2 separate regions of the Arabidopsis thaliana genome follow, and region 1 is linked to region 2. Evidence: chromatin contacts called from public capture Hi-C data. All regions are on one chromosome and are shown on one strand. The core of a region is the stretch at or near the end of the contact, and the rest is flanking DNA. Distances in the headings are between cores, read along the strand shown. Region 1 holds the start of FIB (fibrillin). Region 2 holds the start of PFA-DSP4 (Phosphotyrosine protein phosphatases superfamily protein).

Region 1 (5,631 bases), core at 52-2,551, 44 kb after region 2:
TTCTCGGAGAGAAAATTTGTCGGCGATTTTGAGTGAAATCGGAGAGGAAATTCGTTGGCGATTTTGAGTGAAATCGGAGAGGAAATTCGTCGGCAATTTTGAGTGAAATCGGAGAGGAAATTCGCCGGCGATTTTGAGTGAAATCGGATAGGAAAATTCGTTGGCCAAAACGAAGAAGTTTGTGCCAAAACGAATTGTATTGTGAAACGAATGTGAAACCTAATCATTCAGTAAGGGTAAGACAGTCATTTGCCATATTAGAAAGGGTAGTTTTAAAAATGGCCTTCAGGAAAGGACATTTTTACAAAAGGTTATTAGAATAAGGGCAGTTTTGCAAATCTCCCAATTAAATATTAAAGTATTTTGAATCAATGGCATTTTTGTAATTAATCTAAACCGGAAGGATATTTTTTGGTTTATATTTTATTTCTCTTTCCTATTTACGTAAATAACATATTTTTATGTATAAATTCTTAATATTCTGTTTATCCATGTATATATTTTTAACTCACCCTATAGTTTTCTAAGTAATTTAAGTATTTTGGTTACATTTGGTTATATTTTGGTAAAATATAACTAATATATTTTTGGATAAACTAATCAGGCATCTCGGTTAGATTTAGGTATAGATGAGTAAAAAACTCGAACTCGACCTGAACCCAAAAATATTTTGAGTATTTTTGATTATTTTTCAATTCTTACTAAAATAACTAAATCGATCCAAACTCAAACCAAAACCGAACCAAAATTTTAGAATACATGAATGGTTTTTAACTTCATACCTAAATAGATCCGATACTCAAAAAAAAAAAGAACCGAACAGATATGAGTACCCGAATATCTACACCTGCCCAGTATTATTATTATTATTTTTTTTGAACAAACACCGGTACTATTATTTTACCAGCTAATTTTTCTCCCTTTAAGAACGTTTTGGACCTATTGGTCTATTGGATACAAAACTATTGTATTCATTTTAAATTTTTAATGGGTCTTCTTTGTTAATAAAGGCCCATTAAATATACTATCCAGGCCCATTTAGTCCAACTACTTATTACACTGTTGATTAATCGCCGTTTAGATATTTTGCATTGGAGAGAATCTTCACCGTTCAGAAAACTGAAGATCGAAGATCACCAAAACCGGCCAAAAAGTATAGTACACGTCCGAAGATTCTAGATCCATCATGCCATTTGCATTGCATGGCCTAACTCTCGTAGAAAACCCAAACAAATTCTCCCCCACACAAATAATGGGACAAAAACCAAATTAAACCAAATTGTTTCCCTATTGAAGAAAATAAAATCTTCCACAAATTTTATGAATTTTTCATAAAGTCGGCAACTTCACACGAGTCCAGGTCGATTCTTAAAACAATGATCTTTAACCATCCACGTGTCAAAATCCCACCTTAGCTTACCTCATTTGTTCTATTCCAAATACCTATTCTATCCCTTGGATCTTGACTTATATGTTCATAAGAAAGTGTACCAGATAAGGGTATATACGTCATTTACAGTCCAGCTCAACGGTTATAAAATCCTAATTCGTGAGGTTTCTCTGAAGAACAAACACAAAAATGGCGACGGTACCATTGTTCACCCAGTTTCCCTGCAAAACCCTAAATCCAAGCTCATCAAACACTAAACACCAATCGAAATCTCCGATCCTACTACCGATTAACTCAATAAATCGGCGATCGGAGATTGGAGTCTCTGTTCATCGGCCAGATTTCAAAATCCGAGCGACGGACATCGACGACGAATGGGGTCAAGATGGAGTGGAGAGAGTATTTGCCTCATCTTCAACCGTATCGGTAGCAGATAAAGCAATCGAATCCGTGGAGGAGACGGAGAGGCTAAAGAGATCACTAGCGGATTCGTTGTACGGAACAGATCGAGGTTTAAGCGTATCGAGTGATACGAGAGCTGAGATCAGCGAGCTCATCACACAGCTCGAGTCTAAGAACCCTACTCCAGCTCCTAACGAAGCTCTGTTTCTCCTCAACGGCAAATGGATCCTCGCGTAAGTACTTTTAGTTCTGATACTCTCCTAGGCACGGCATGTAATATTAGTTTTGTCCCAAACATTACTCAAACCGGTGATCTCTAAGCTTCGTCTAGGATCTTTACCAATTAAGTTAATGATACTTTAAACTTACCGGTGGAAGTTTAATTTCCCGGTGAAAACTGTTTAGTTCCGTTATGAATGATTTGATTTTGATAGTGAAAAGCAAGTTGTGGTTACAAAGAAGATTTAATTATGAATTTGGATTATGATTCTGTGTGTAGTTATGAGCCTTCGTTTATTTTTAGCCGTTATTGTTATGAATCAAGAACTTAGTTTTTAAGTGTTTATCTCGTGAAGCTACACGTCGTTCGTGGGGTTGTTCCCATTGCTCTCACGAAGAATTGAACCGTTGGTTAAAGTGGATGAGATCTCACAAACCATTGATTCCGATAGCTTCACCGTTCAAAACTCTGTCCGGTTCGCTGGTCCGTTTTCCACAACGTCGTTTAGCACCAACGCTAAGTTTGAAATCCGAAGTCCTAAACGTGTCCAGGTAAATCAAGAATCATCCCCTAAAACCACAAATGGCAAATGCTAATGTTACATAACCTAATTGTTTTTTTTGTTTTGTTTGTTGTAGATTAAGTTCGAGCAAGGTGTTATAGGGACTCCTCAGCTAACGGATTCGATTGAAATACCGGAATCCGTGGAGGTTCTTGGTCAGAAAATCGATCTCAATCCCATTAAAGGTTTACTTACATCAGTCCAAGACACTGCTTCTTCAGTGGCTAGAACCATTTCAAACCAACCACCATTGAAGTTTTCTCTGCCTAGTGACAACACGCAGTCGTGGCTGCTCACAACTTATCTCGACAAGGACCTTCGGATCTCGAGAGGCGATGGTGGAAGCGTCTATGTGCTCATCAAAGAAGGAAGCTCTCTCTTAAACCCTTAAATCATCATAACTCTCATCACATCCATAGTAACATATATACAAGTATAGACCCATCTGTCTATGTTTACTAGTGTTGTAACTGTTATATAGCTTCTTTACCTGTTGGAGAGTTATAAACTTATAATGGATGTTACTCTTGGTATACTGTACTACAATACATATACATAACTACATACTTGAACAGGCCAGTTATGGGTTTGCAACAGCAACACTTAGCATTGGTTCAAATTTGGTATACTAGGAGGGTTTGCATTCTGTATGGCATTCGGTTTTCCGGTTTAGTTTCAGTTCGAACTTTTGACTCGGATTGGATCAGGTTGTCAGCATTTTGGTCTGGTTTGAGTTTACAAAGGGGATACCAAATTGAAACCAAAATTTGTATCTAGTTCTGTAATTTTAATTTCAGTTATTTTTGGTTTATGAATGGTGGTAAATCTATTTATTACTTAGAAAACCGGTTTGTTACAAACCAGGTATCTTACACAAACATTTGAAAGAAACAACTGATCTTTGTTCACTCTTAGCTACGAAACAAATCAGCACAAACCTCGTAAAAGATCTCGAGAATGGCAGACCGATATTCGCGAGGATTCATCGATAGATAGTACTCCAAGAGGCTTCTAAGTTCATCTGCTTCTTTGATCTTGTTTGCTACAATCATCTCAACCATAGAGTCTCTAAAATCCTTTCTTGGATCAAAAGAACATTTCTCCATCGCCATCATGACAATGAACTTAGTGCTACTGATACTACCCTCACTTCTTCTTCTTCTTCTTCTCATCTTTTGTTGTCTTATCTTCTCTTGATGTGTGGCTTCTTGTGTCTCTCTGATCATCTGCTCTAGCTTCTCCTGAACCATGTAGTGTGCTAGACTAGAGAGCGAACCGTGATGGTCTGAAAATCTTGAACTCTTGTCTGCTTCCACCGAGGAAGAAGAAGAAATGCTGAGTCTTGCTTTGTTGCTGCAACACAAAGCTCTGCAGACTCTTGCTTCTTTTGTTTGGTGTTGTGATTGTTTGTTATGCTTCTCTGCTTTTTCTTCTGCTCTGTTTATGAGTTTCATGTTGAAAGTTAAGTCACATTATAATCAGGTTTTGAGGATTTTAGATGTTTGTAAACGCAAATAGAAAAGAGTTCTAATTAAAACATTTATGTGTAAATTGAAAATGTGGGGCTTGTTCATCATGATTATGTCTTGATCATAATATAATTAAAACCTCAATAAACGATATATTTTTAAATTTTAGTCTCGCAACAAGTTTCCAACGTTATTCATTTGTGTAAACTAATATTTATTTATTTATATTCTTCAAAATCATTATCTAGTATCTACGATTTGTGTTCATAATGCAATACAAAGTCGTACACTTAGATATATAAGGTTAGATTGAACTTTCATTTAATTTTTCGAATTGATAAATTTTCTACAAGATCAAAGAAAAGAGTGTGTTCAGTGAAATTTGATTCATTATTTCAAGTCATTGAAACAATGATAAATCGACCACTATCACTTAACTAATATATAATTAAGGCTTATTGGAAAAAAAAGATGTTGTAGTTTCTGAAAAATATATGTCAAATCAAAAGTAGGAATATAATAGAGAACATTAGGTCTGATTGAAGATAACTGTTTTTTTTTTTTTTTTTTGAAGAAAGGAGTACTAAATGCATGTATTTGTGTCGTGTTTTAGAAATATAGGGGTGATTAATTTGATTATGATGTGATGTAGACCATCTTCATGTCTACTTTAGTTTAGTTGTTGTTGTTGAAGATGAGATATCTAAACTTTAAAGTTTTTGGTAATGTGGAAAAAGTGATCAATATGTAATAGTTGACATCATCTGTCCCAACTAAAAAATAGAAAGAGAAAAAAATGAAAACCACTGATATCGATTTTTGTTTTAACATTCTCTCAAAGGACATACTAAATTTTAAATAGATCATAATTGCAATGTGCCATACATGATTTCGCTAGAACCTATATATGATGTAATTTCATCATTCATGCAATGCAGTTCAATAGTAAAAGCTGGTTAAAATCGTTAAATATAAATGATAGATTAAGAGATAACGTATGGTTGTGTCTTGGAGACAAGACATGCTTTATCCTGCTGGCTTGTACAAATACCTCATTTTTGCTTTGGGGTTTAGAAAAATTTATAATCTATTGTTCTTTTATTGGTAAATATATATTGAGAACAGTTGGATCATGAAAGATAGAAAAAAAAGTAAGTAAAAACAATTGGACTTGAACCAGATAACAATTATACGATGTAGAAAAATTAAAACCATGATAAGAAATTGTTTGTGTTTGTGTTTGGAATCTTTGTGGATCGGTTATTGGAGGGTATATAATCTTTTACCATGAAAATAGTGGTCGAGATAAGATCACTTGAGAGACAATGATATGGTATCATCTAAATTCCTTCGGACACAACAACACAATTAAGTAAGAAAGAATACAATCATTAATAGAACTTGAGGTGATAAAAAACAATTTAAAGGTTCTACCTAGTTATTACTAAGGGAAATGGAGCTTAATGTCTTTACGAACAAGTTATCTTGTGTTATTCAACAAAAGAGTATGCAATAATTGGAGATTAACCCCAAAAGATGTTACACCGCTGGATAGAATCACTTTGTGGTGATTTATGTCTTTGTTGAT
Region 2 (5,346 bases), core at 2,491-4,990:
AATTTCTAAAAACAATTGACAAAAAAAAAATCAAATCTATCATAATATGATTTTCCAAAAAATCAAATATGTCATAATATGATTTACCAAATAGAAAACTGTTACAATAGTTAGTATTATTCTATTACAAAAAATCCATGGAAAAAAATTTATAAATCGGTCACAATAAGGATTTCAAATTACAAATCTGTCGTAACATAAATGATATTTACGATCATTCAAGCAATTTCTTTTCTTCTTTATTAAATTTGCCATCAAACGACAGATTTATGGTAATATAAATTTATCTGTCATAACATTAAATAACTCTGTCGTTACACAAAACTTTATATTTTAGAAAACAAATCTGTCAATCAAATTAAATCTGCTAACATTAAAAAAATCGGTTATCGTTAGACGTCATTCTAGTAATTATTTTTTTGACAACAAATCTATTACAATTTGATAGATTTGTTTAACAAAATTATAAATCTGCTATCACTTACCGTAAAAAAAACATCGACAAAAAAATAAGTCTGTCAAATTATATGAAAGTTTGTGGTTGAAAAAACTAAAAATTTGTCCATCAAATTAAATATGTTACTGGATACGGACCCGCGGTACACCGCGGGTTGAGTATTTGCGTTTAATCGTAATATGATGGTTTTATTGTAATATAATTGACAGTTAAATCATTATAGTTAGTTTGCATTTTCAACTATATATTTATATCTATTGACATGGGCGATTATATTTGTATGTTTCGGTCTGGTTTTGTAAATATTCAATTTATATACATCGTGTGTTTGTACTAATTTTATGATTACATGATTATAAGCATGAATTCTTTTGTAAATAACAATATTAGTTTATTACATGTAAACCCATATGATTCAATTGGTATGAAATTTAATTTTTGGATTGTAACTGTAGATTATCATTGACTGTAATTTTAAACACGTGATACTATACATGAAATTATAATTTAGGCTTGTATTGTTCATTTACTTACATGTGTTATAATTTTACCTTTTATGTAATAAAACTTGATTTTTATTACTTAGTTAAACTGAAACCATCTCTTCCAAAATGAACACAATTTATGATCATTCTTACAAAATTTATGTAAGAATTTATGATCATTCTTATAATTGACATGTGGTACACTACGGGTTTATAATTGTATTCAATAGTTTTTTTATTTTGTTTTTAGCATGTTTTATAAATATATGTTAATATATTTTTTAATTTAAATATATTATACATTTTGGAAGGATACTTTATAACTAAAAAATGAAAATTTTAAGTTGTATTAGTTTTGTTAATATTGTTTATTTTTAGTACTTTAAAATTGTATAACTGTAATTTGATTGTTAATATAAATAATCAAGTTATATTTTGAATTTATCATATTATTTTTTATATCTATTTACTTTTGATATTATATTAGTATTTTCTGTAAATTTAATTTCACAATCAATAAATGTAAGATCAATATGATTATTATTGGTTCTCAACAAAATATCTTTAAGAATCCAAACATGAATTTTTTCACATCTAAGACATCTGTGAAAATAGTCGGATAGATGATATCTTTTTTACTGTGTCTATTGCTTTTAGTAAGACAGAAGCCATATTTCTGAATCTTTTGATTAGCCAGGTCACGATCATATATGTTCTCCTCTTCTGCCAAAATCCAAACAACACAAACTTTAGACGTGGCAGAAATCAGCATTTATTTCTAACAATAATTGGAAAAACTAAAAAAATAGAAAAATATTTCGAGTTTTAGCTAGAGAATGAAACAAATAATCAAAACGAAAACTAAAAGAAATAAGGTGTCTGTAAACGCTAAAATATTTCATACCTTTGTGTTGGGTGATGGTAAATGGCGTGGTGGTGCATAGTATTTATAGGGACAACTAATAGGTTACTAACCCGCATCTATTAAATAGAAAATATTCCCTGAAGCAAGATATTTGGAAGAAAATCTATGAATTCGATAGATTTTGAGGAATATACTATTGTTATGCGTTTTTAATTTTTTATGCGGCATTATTATGTTTCTTTAAATGGTTTTTGTGTAGATTATGTAGAGGATAAAATATGAAATCCGAATTGGTGAGTTATTACTTGATTTTAGTAAAAAACGGAATTGATTTTTATGGAGAAGAAACATTAGTTAGTTTCTTAAAATCTGTTTTGTAGGGATATATTGCAATGTATGAATTTCAAAAATGGATATGATTTGTTTGGAAGAAATCGTGGAGTTAATATGGAGAGATTTTAGGAAATAATTTTGATAGAGACGATTAAGATGGCAAGACGTTAAGGAAATCATAAATTGTGATTAGCAAAAGAATTAATTACGTTTATTAAAGATTGACTAAGATTGCCTATTGTTGTTGGAATTAATTAAGAAAAATATAGGAGAATATATGTGATACCAAAAACATATTAAAACAAATGAATGTTAAATCTGGCAGATTTTGAATCAAATCATATTTTATCCTCTACATAGTCCCAATCGTAATTTCTTTGAAAACAGAATGATTCTGAATGGTTTAGAATAGGAATATGCTTGAGTATCATAAGTGCAAAATAATAATCAAAATGCCGTATTTAGATTTTGATTTGATTCTGAATCAAACTGTCGAGATATGGTAAATGTATTTACCCTTATTTTTACGCTTGTACATGTAAAACAGAAAGATTTGGGTGGTTTATAAGATGGAATATTGCGGGATTTAGATTATATCTTGACTGGCAAGCAAATAGTAAAAGATTTTGTAGTTAAGGTGATATACGTAAATCAGGATACATAATTGCTATGAATGAGGAGTGGAGAGAATATATGATTCGATCGGATAAATTTTTTGGAAGGCAATAATCAATAACAATTTGAATAATATTATAGTTGGCGAAATTTAATTTGCGAGGTGATATATTGGAATTTTGAATTGATGATGATTTGTAGAATGTGTAAAAATATATTGACTATACCATATGTAAGATTATATGATAAATAGAGGGTTCTTTTAAGGTTTATGGAATTAATGCATGATTAATAATCGTTTAACTTATAGAAATGTGATATCGAAATACGAATATTTGGTAAGAGTGTAGTAAATATTTAGAGATTTTGGAATGAAGTAAGTAAAGATATGGTTAGTTATTTGGTTGTTCGGATTTTTAAGAAATATTATTTCGTGTAATATTGAATTAGTAGAGATTTAAGGGATTAATGTGTGCAATTTATGAGGGTAGTGCAAAATAATATTTTTGTTTAGGTAATTAATTAGTGCAAAACGTGAATAGTTCATCAAAAATTTGGTCATTGTCCTAACGCAGACAATCTTGTCTGATTGATTTTATAGGGACTAAACATACAATATCGAAATTGAAAAAGAATTTTTCGACACAAATCTTTCCCAAAATTGTATATGTAGATAATTTATAAATTTGTTATCACTATCTTCTAAGAAATCTGTCAACCAAAAAAGTATGATATAAAAAATCTGTCGTATTTAAAAAATTCTACTGAATAAGAATAAATCTGGTATAACTAAATGATAGACTTTTGTAAAATCGCTAGAAATTTTTTTAAAGAATATTTTGTATTTATTTTATTTTTAACACATGAAAAAAATATTTTAAACAAAAAAAACAATTTAATTCCAATATTTTAGAAAATATTCTAATAATTAATCTCATTACTTAAGTTAACCCCTAAATATGTTACGTTTTAAAACTATCTAAGCACGTTCTAATACACATCATACATCATACAGAAACACATATATTCCTCCGTGCTGTAACACGGGTCTGATCTTAGTAAAATAGTGGAGAGAAGAATATTCTTCTGGATACCTTTTAATATTCCCCAAAACTTCTGAATCTTCTTCTCAATTTTTCTCGACATTTTCTCATCGAAAGCTCTCTTCCTTTCCCTTTTTGGCGCTCAATACAATCATGACGTTAGAGAGTTACGCCGGCGATGTTCACACGGTACCACAATCGGAGAACTCGATGGAGGAGAGAGGCGGCGGTGAGCTTTTCGTGCCACCTCTTAACTTCGCTATGGTCGATAATGGAATTTTCCGTTCTGGTTTTCCTGAACCCGTCAGTTTCAGCTTTCTCCAGTCTTTGCGTCTCAAATCCATCATGTAATTTCTCTTAATCTCATTCTCTTAGTCCTTAATTAGGTCAGCTTCGTCGTCCTGTATCGCAAATAGTCGCTGATTTAGTTGATATGGAGATATAATTATAGCTAGGGTTTTATAGAATGTTTCTGTTATAGTGAAATGTGAAATGGTCAAAAGAATTAGTCTCTAATCTATGATTATTGTTTTGAATGTGTATTGTGATCTATAGATATTTGTGTCCTGAGGCATATCCAGAGGTGAATAGAGAGTTTGCAAAATCAAATGGGATCCAAGTTTTTCAATTTGGAATTGAAAGATGCAAGGTGAGATTGGTGGTGATACTAATTATTTACTTTTTCTTACTCTCGTTATCGATGTTTTTGAAGCTTTGAATCACCTCTTCTTAGTTTCATAGTCTGTGGTTATCTATGATTGTTTCAATATCTCATATTGGTGGAATGATGAGTCTGAATCTCATAAGAATGGATCATAACTTCATAAGCTTATTCTAGGTTGTTGCTTCTGTAAAAACTTGTGTTTAATCTTCTTGTTTAGCATTTGATTAGATAGAGCTATGCAAAGATGATGAATGTAACATATTCTGTGCTTGTGGACTGATAAGTTGATTGTTCTCTTTGTGTTTTAAGGAACCATTTGTTAATATCCCTGACGAGGTAATCCGAGAAGCCTTACAAGTACTTCTAGGTACCCTCTCTTGTCTCTCTATAACCTATTTTCATCGAGAAATGTAATTGTTTAGATTATCAAAAGATTCAAAACCATCTAATCCTTGACTCTTATCTTGCCTTATTAACCAGATACAGAGAATCATCCTGTCTTGATTCATTGCAAAAGTGGAAAGGTAAACTGAGACATCTCTCATCTGCTTAACCCTAGTCACGATATGATCGAAGTAATCCTTATATCTTGTCTCTCTATCCGTTGCAGCATCGGACGGGATGTCTTGTAGGTTGTGTGAGGAAGATTCAAAGATGGTGTTTGTCTTCTATCTTCGACGAGTACCAAAGATTCGCAGCTGCGAAAGCTAGAATCTCAGACCAGAGATTCATGGAGCTCTTTGACATCTCCAATCTAAAGCATACACCACTTTCCTTCTCATGCTCCAAGAGGTATACTAATACTATTGATTACTGAAGAAAAAAATGTATAACTTTGTGTTGAATGCAACTTGTAGTTTTGAAGCTAGATGAAAATGGGAGAT

What was found. Capture Hi-C pulls out chosen DNA fragments and counts their contacts.
Region 1: a contact with region 2 is called in a capture Hi-C map of seedling, with 3 times the contacts expected there. The contact joins the promoter of FIB here to the promoter of PFA-DSP4 in region 2. A contact is called at or near these places in 6 of 26 Hi-C or Micro-C datasets (callus, seedling, shoot and 1 more), 2 of 2 datasets of contacts at active chromatin or transcription factors (seedling and shoot) and 1 of 3 other capture datasets (seedling).

Annotation. Positions count from the first base shown.
Region 1 is chr4:1,930,582-1,936,212 of TAIR10.1, forward strand. FIB (fibrillin) reads left to right here and starts at 1,302. Exons shown (of 3, transcript NM_116640.5): 1 at 1,302-2,025; 2 at 2,368-2,563; 3 at 2,651-3,369. The coding sequence starts at 1,580. The coding sequence ends at 2,965. AT4G04025 (transcription repressor) reads right to left here and starts at 4,054. Exons shown (of 2, transcript NM_001340472.1): 1 at 3,513-4,054; 2 at 3,428-3,442. The coding sequence starts at 4,028. The coding sequence ends at 3,428.
Region 2 is chr4:1,883,722-1,889,067 of TAIR10.1, forward strand. PFA-DSP4 (Phosphotyrosine protein phosphatases superfamily protein) reads left to right here and starts at 3,741. Exons shown (of 5, transcript NM_116634.4): 1 at 3,741-4,145; 2 at 4,354-4,447; 3 at 4,772-4,829; 4 at 4,943-4,986; 5 at 5,073-5,346. The coding sequence starts at 3,952. The coding sequence ends at 5,279.